Regions from separate parts of the Danio rerio genome. Here region 2 is linked to region 1. Evidence: chromatin contacts called from public Micro-C data. All regions are on one chromosome and are shown on one strand. The core of a region is the stretch at or near the end of the contact, and the rest is flanking DNA. Distances in the headings are between cores, read along the strand shown. Region 1 holds the start of pmp22a (peripheral myelin protein 22a). Region 2 overlaps sdk2a (sidekick cell adhesion molecule 2a).

Region 1 (3,948 bases), core at 566-3,065:
AAGTATCACTATCATTTTTCCACTGTGGACTCATCACCGTGTAGATGATGGCACCGCTCATCACAAACAGACCTTTGGGAGATAAAGGGACAAAATTAAGACACATAGGCTAATTAAGATGAACTAATATACAAAATGAAGAAATACTAACTTGCAAGGATCTGGAAAACGGCAGTGAAGAAGAAGCGACCTCCCTTTACGAGAGTGAAGAGCTGGCAGAGGAAGATGATGAAGGAAATCAGGCAGAAAATGGTGGCGAGGACCATCAGGGCCTGCACCGCTTGAAGCCAATCTGAAATTAATCAGAAATAAGCATAATTCTTTAATTTTGTTACATCTATGCTTTATTACTACTAATATAATTGCATAGAATGCTTGTAAAATTATTTAACATTGGTGTCTGTTTTTCCTTTAATAAAAATTAAACTTCCGAAACATTTAAGACATTGGTATACTAAAGTCATCTTACTCACCTGCATCACCATTTCCACTGCATTTATATCCTCCGTTAATTTGTGTGCAGTCGTACCAGAGGTCATAACTCGTATCTCCATGTGTTCTCCAAGCCTATTGAGTTTAAAAGAACAGCCTAGTGATTACCTCTACACACAAACCAATAAAAAAAATGTCAAATAGCAATGTCAAAGATGATACTCACGCTGGCACAAGTGGCAATGAAGAGAATGATAAGGCTTGTCAAATGCAAGACTATCGTTGCAAACAGAATGACCAGCATTTTGGGTTTCTTCTAAAAGAACAGAAAGAGTAAGTAATAAAAGTTAAAGCACATACCTGGCGGGTTTTGTGATGGACAATGTTTACTCTTGCAGTTCCTCATCTGGCCACAAGACCGCGCCTTTGTCAAAGGTATCTCAACCCAAACACTATCACTGCCGCCTGTTTTCTTATCTACATTTTAATTGAAAACATCTGTATTCTTGACACATTGCTTTGATAATAGCACTAATCCCGTTGCAATCTTTTAAGGCTTTTAAAATGTCTGTATTTAATCAAAACAAAAACACAATACTGCAACTAAATACACACATACAATCCAGTCACATCCCTTTTTTTTCTCGCGTGCCGCCTTTTTTCCGTCACGTCTCTTCAAAGTGTTTATCTGTTAGTTTATATGTTACAGGTTTTGCTATCTCGCTACAAATGCCTATTCTGAGAGAATATCAAGCATTTGACGACTAAAGTTATTGAGAAGTGTAAACTTGCCCATTTTTCTGAAGTAGTCAAAAAGAAAACACTCCCGAGCAGCGTTTATTTTCATCCAAACCAGTTATTGCAAAACTCCGCACGCCAACCGTGCCTTTAGAGAAGACGAAAGATGTGTTCACACAAAACTAAAGCTGGCAATGCAAAACTAATACTTAATGTTATAACTTATTTTAAAAATAATTTAAACCGTGTGAGGATGAAAATATACTTTGAATAACAAACTTGTGCAACTTGCCAAAGTATAGCCTTGGAATATACTACTAAACACAAATGTGGTTGAGAATCTCCTGAAATGGCATGCAAATGTTCATTCAAAAAGGACCAAAGTAAAAATAGAAAACTTCTATGGTTCTCCAACTTACAGGTAAGAGAGAGAGAAAGAGAAGAAAAATCCTTGAAATGCAAGAGAGCAGGAAGAAAACACAAGTCGCCTTTTCTATGGTATCCCACTATAGATTCTCAAAGCACGCGTCTCCGTATTCCAGATGTAGTACCACAGCAGTATTTGCTTTTTTTCTTCCTTTCTTTTTTTCAGAAACGTGAGAACACCGCCCTGAAGCGTCACTACGTCAAACTTTTCTCTTTTCCCTCCCATACTTTACTACTCCTCACTTTAAATGGTTTGCCCTTACAACAACAACAACAAGAAGAAAAAAGTATGTTTGTTTACATTGTGTATGTAATTGTTTATTTATTTATTAATTTATTAATATTTATTTACACTGTAAATTAATATTTATTTACACTGTATTGAGAAAGTATGCTTTCAGTTTGATTTTATGTTCAGCTTACTTATATATATGTGTGTGTGTGTGTGTGTGTGTGTGTGTATGTGTGTGTGTGTGACAACTTTATATATAAAAGAGATATAAAGAGAGTTATTTGCTCATTGACTCACTTATTGTTTAAAAAATAAAAAATAAATGTTACACACGTTTGCTATATGGAATAATAAAACTTTAAAGCTCAATAACTCAAAATTATTCAGAATGCAGATAGAACCTTATAATTCCAAGATGACAATATATATATATATATATATATATATATATATATATATATATATATATATATATATATATATATATATATATATATATCAGTTGAAGTCAGTATTATTAGCGCCCTTTTATTTTTTCCCAATTTCTGTTTAAAGCACACTTCTAAGCATAATAGTTTTAAAAACCTATTTCTAATAACAGATTTATTTTATCTTTGTCATGAAGACAGTAAAAAATATTTTACTTGATATTTTTTCAAGACACTTCTATATAGCTTAAAGTGACAATTAAAGGCTTAACTAGGTTAATAAGGTGAACTAGGCAGGTTAGGGTAATTAGGCAAGTTATTGTATAATGATGGTTTGTTCTGTAGACTATCGAAAAAAAAATAGCTTAAAGGGGCTAATAATTATGTTCCAAAAATGTTTTTAAAAAAATTAATAACTGATTTTATTCTAGCTGCAATAAAACAAAAAAGACTTTCTCCAGAAGAAAGAATATTATCAGACATACTGTAAAAATGTCATTGCTCTGTTAAACATCATTTGGGAAATATTAAAAAAAAAAAAAAAAAAAGGGGGGGGGCTAATAATTTTGACTTCAACTGTATATACTTTATACTTTATTATCAAAAATGATTAATAATAAAATAACTCAGAAGTGAATGTTTGAATTATAATATCAGAAAAGTAGTAATGTTCCCAAAGTTTTGATTTAGCATTTTTAAGAGCTCACTTAACTATTCTGTTACAGACTTACTGGGTTTGTAGTACTGTTAAGTGTAATGGAAAATCTTAAATACCTTAATAACATATTGTATCAAAATATGTAACTCAATAAATCAATAACTTTATTTGTTGTTTTAAATAACATTATTTAAATGTTATTTATTTTATTTATTTATTTATTTATTTTATTTAATATAAGTCATAAACATACATATTTAATTATTAAGTCATACACATACAGATACATTTTACTCATAGTAATTACAGTTACACTTGAAATATACTTACAACCTAAACATTTAACCTAAACTTCGAAAATATGTTGGTACCCTATGCAAACTAACCAATTACTACACATATAAGTCTGTCTATACAACACTCAGACTTACAGCAAGGCCAGCTTCATCCGCCATTTTGAATGCTCCCCTTCAGTGGCACACATGGATTACGTCCCAATGTGTGACTGTTTATGGTGTGTACTAGTGTGAGTAGGGCCCCACAGTATGCCCAGAATGTTGGCATGTGTCTGTATGCTCAAGCAGCTGGACTGAATAGCAAATAGAACCTATTAGGATCAGGATTGAAGTCAGGATTTTAACTTTTATAAAATGTTATTTGCGTGTCTCCATACAGATTCTTGAGTCGCTAAGCTCTGGATTTATATGCATGTTTTGGTGCTGTCTGCTTGACTCTGTTACGCCCTCATCAGGAGTCCCATGGCAGCAGCTGTGTTTGTAAATAGAGTGAGAGAGGCGTTCCTTGTGCCAGCCCAGTTTTTTTTTGGGTAGAGTGCAGAGTTGCCAAGTCCACTTATAATATAAAACTTTTGACTTCTTTTTTTGTTTAAGGGTTAATTCAAATGAAAGAAAAAAGATAACACTATAGATTTACTACCAGGTGGTTCTAAAGCTTTATGAGTTCCTTATTTTTCTATTGAACACAAAAAAGATGTCTTGTAGGTAAAGCAAAGACAAATAAACAACAAAAAAAAA
Region 2 (3,948 bases), core at 754-3,253, 190 kb after region 1:
CACTGAGTTGATGCATTAAATTGAGAATAATTTAAAAAGAACATTTGGGTTCCACTCAATTCCTTCAAGTTGTCTCAACACAAATTGATTAACTTAATCATTTTTACAAATAAAAGTGAATTAAACATAAAACAATTACAGTAAGTTGTGCCCCCCCAAAAACTTTAAGAATTGTGTAGGTTCAACTCATAGTAAATAAGTAGTTTGAACATGCAACAAAAGTAATTTTTTACATGCACAGCCATACAGTATAGCCACTTTAACAACAACAAAAACAACAACAACAACAACAGCACCAGCAGCAGCAGCAACAACAACAACAACATCAAAAGACATTATTTAGGGGTTAACAGTTTAATTTAAATAATAAATAATATTTATTTTTTCAATGTCTCAATTGGCTAGAAAACAAACCACAGTTGTCTAGTTATTTGCAAACCTAACTTAGTTAACCTAATTAACCTTGCCTTCAATCACACTTTATGCTGAAAACTAGCATTTTGCAAAATAACGTGTAAACGTTGGACATGGTCAGCAACAATACTTAGGTAGGCTGTGGCATTGACATGATAATTTGGTACAAATAGGGTCAAAGTGTGCCAAGAAAATATCCGTTACACCATTACACCTCCACCACCAGCCTGACCTGTTGATACAAGACAAGATGTATCCATGCTTTCATGTTCTTGACGGCAAATTCTGACCCTACCATCCGAATGTTGCAGCAGAAATCGGACTCATCAAACCAGGCAACATTTTTAAAATTTTCTATTCTCTAATTTTGGTGAGCCTGTGTGGTCTTCTGCTGCTGTAGCCCATCCGCCTCAAGGTTCGACATAATGTGCGTTCAGAGATGCTCTTCAGCACACCTCAGTTGTAATGAGTGGTTATTTGAGTAACAGTTTCCTTTCTATCAGCTCGAACCAGTCTGGCCAATGTCCTCTGACCTCTGGCATCAACAAGGTATTTGCGCCCACAGAACTGCCGCTTACTGGATATTTTCTCTTTTTTGGACCATTCTCTGTAAATCTTAGAGATGGTTGTGCATGAAATCCCAGTTGATCATCAGTTTCTGAAATATTTAGACCAGCCCATCTGGCACCAACAAATATGCCTTGTTTAAACTTAAATTACCTTTCATCCCCATTCTGATGCTTAATTTGAACTGCAGCAGATCGTCTTGACCATGTCTACATGCCTAAATGCCTTTAGTTGCTGCCATGACATTGGCAGATTAGAATTTTTTATTAACAAGCAGTTTTTTTTAAATACTTTTTTTTTTTTTTTTTTTTTTACAATTTTTTTGGCTATGTAATGTATATTTAACTGTATACAAAATATGTTCTTTCAAGGACATTATAAAAATGAAAAATAAAAATTTGACTAACTCCAAACTTATAAGCGGAATACATAAAAATGAAATCTTGGGGGGAAAAATAGAATCACAACCATATAACTGTTTCATTTTGAATTCAGCATGACTATAAAAGTCAATTGTAAATAGAATGGATGATCATTGGCAAAAACACATTCTTTTTTGTAAGCGATGTTACGTTTTTTTTCTTTTATTGCTTTTTTAATTTGATTTAAGGTAGGACTTGTATGGAAATGGGGTGAATTTCTATATAATAAAACGCTGTATTAGGCATTTAAATGGATAACACACACACACACACACACACACACACACACACACACGTATACACATACATTGTATAAATTGTGAAAACATAAACTGTAATCTTGTCTCTCAAATCTGATTGGCCAAATTTTTTTATGTTGTTCCAGGACTTGGTGTTGAGCACTTGGTAAAATCAGGCTCTGCATTCAGACTGAAAGTGTTTATTCTGTTGATTGTTGCTGTTTTGATTGATGTATTTTGCATGGGTTCACCTGCTTGCTGAGTGCGCCCTCTGGTGGGCAATGAGCGCGGGCCGTCCCCTGCCGCGTTGAAGGCCGATACGCTGATCATGTATGTGGTGTAGCCGGTCAGGTTCTTCAGCTTGACGCTCAGCTCCGGCAGGAAGAGAGTGCGCAGTCGCTCCGTCTCGTTCTGCAGCTGAAACTCCCAGTAGTAAATCTGGAGGAACAAATGAGACACTTCAGAAAGATGCTCTGATCTTATGAGTCTTCCAACTTCTCTGGCTGGGAGCCAAGTTAGATTAAATCACTTTATCAGACTTAGCGGCTGAGGCAGTGCTTATTTTATTGCAGTATTAAAAGACATAAGTCTCTTGTTTGATAAGAATATGAGTGTCTAATTAGACAGATGTACTGTTTGGTACCTATTCAATTAGGAATATAAAAGGAATTTAAGCTTCAATGAAGTATAAACAAATAAAATTGAATACAGTACAGTGGGAGTCAGAATTATTAGCTCTCCTGAATTAGGCTATTAGCCCCATCTTGTTTTTTTTTTCCCCAATTTATGTTAAAGAAAATAAGATTTTTTTCAACACATTTATAAACAAATTACTTTTGATAATTGATTTATAATGACTGATTTATGTAGCCATGATGAAAATACATAAATACAAGTATTCAGCTCAAAGTCCTTTCTCTAGAAGAAAAAAAAAAGTATTACAGGAAATACTGTGAAAAGCCCCTTGCTCTGTTAAACATATTTTGTAAATATTTGAAAAAGAATGAAAAAATAATAACAGGAGGGCTAATAAACTTGACCTCAACTGTATGATATAATATAATATAATATAATATAATATAATATAATATAATATAATATAATATAATATAATATAATATATGTATTTAATTAATGATTGTAAGATTGTAATTCTTCTCCATGTTTTATATATGTTGCAATGTTTACACCAGTAGCACTTATAACACATGGTTAAAGTGCAATTTAAACTAGTGGCACCAAACTGAAATGCAAAACAACTTAAAAGGTACAGTTTGTCAAGACAGACTTTGAATGTTGGCTTGACAAAGCCTTGCCTGGATGTTTGGAACTGTTTGAAGATAATAGTTTGATGTGTGAAGGTTATATAAGGCTTTTGTAGTTGGAATATTTTAAGGTTTAAAGCTAGAAGGTTACATAAAAATCAGGAGGTTGGCTTCTTGGGCAGCCTGAAAAGACAATTGGTGGTTATTAAATTGATTTTGGCCTGGTAAGTTATATATACCCATACACACAGTTGAAGTCAGAATTACAAGCCCCACTGAATTATAAGCCCCCCTGTTTATTTTTTCCGCATTTACTTTTTAACGGAAAGAACAAACAAATTTCTAAAAATAATAGTTTTAATAAATAATTTCTTATAACAGATTTATTTTATCTTTGCCATGATGATAAAATGTTACTAGATATTTTTCAAGACACTTCTATACAACTTAAAGTGACATTTAAAGGCTAAACTGTGTTAATTAGGTTAACTAGGAAAGCTAGGATAATTGGGAAAGTTATGGTATAACAATAGTTTGTACTGTTGACTATCAAAAAAAAAATAGCTTAAAGGAGCTAATATTTTCGACCTTTAAATGGCTGTTGAAAAATTAAAAACTGATTTTATTCTAGCTGAAATAAAACAAATAAGACTTTCTCCAGAAAAAAAGAAAATATATATATATATATATATATATATATATATATATTATCAGACATACTGTGAAAATTTCTTTGCTCTGTTAAACATCATTTGAAAAATATTTTAAAAAGTAAAAAAAAATCAAAAGGGGGCTAATAAATCTGGATTCAACTGTATGTGTGTGCGTGTGTGTGTGTCAAATCTGTATATGATACAGGTATTACAAAAAAGAGGTGAAATACTAGGACATTGCTGATGTCTTCATTTCTCAAAAAGCTTATTAATAAAAAAAACAGAATGAGCTTATTTCAGAAAGTACAGCTGTACACAATCTCCTGTAATGGTTGGGTTTATGGGTAGGGTCGGGTGAGGGCAATACAATATACAGTTTGAACAGTAT

What was found. Hi-C and Micro-C count contacts between places; a contact is called where the count stands out from the background.
Region 2: a contact with region 1 is called in a Micro-C map of caudal fin, with 5 times the contacts expected there. The contact joins the enhancer-like site here to the promoter of pmp22a in region 1. A contact is called at or near these places in 2 of 18 Hi-C or Micro-C datasets (caudal fin and embryo).

What each region holds. Positions count from the first base shown.
Region 1 is chr3:53,325,036-53,328,983 of GRCz12tu, forward strand. It overlaps pmp22a (peripheral myelin protein 22a), which reads right to left and starts at 1,816. Exons shown (of 6, transcript NM_201311.1): 1 at 1,590-1,816; 2 at 1,225-1,318; 3 at 659-748; 4 at 474-567; 5 at 152-292; 6 at 1-72. The coding sequence starts at 736.
Region 2 is chr3:53,514,503-53,518,450 of GRCz12tu, forward strand. sdk2a (sidekick cell adhesion molecule 2a) reads right to left here. Exons shown (of 46, transcript XM_073945012.1): 37 at 1,894-2,080. Among named protein-coding and RNA genes, the nearest start is that of cdc42ep4a, 98 kb to the left of the region's middle. Within about 2 kb of position 2,004, at least 5 of the 62 cell types and tissues checked have an H3K27ac peak or open chromatin away from gene starts, as enhancers often do.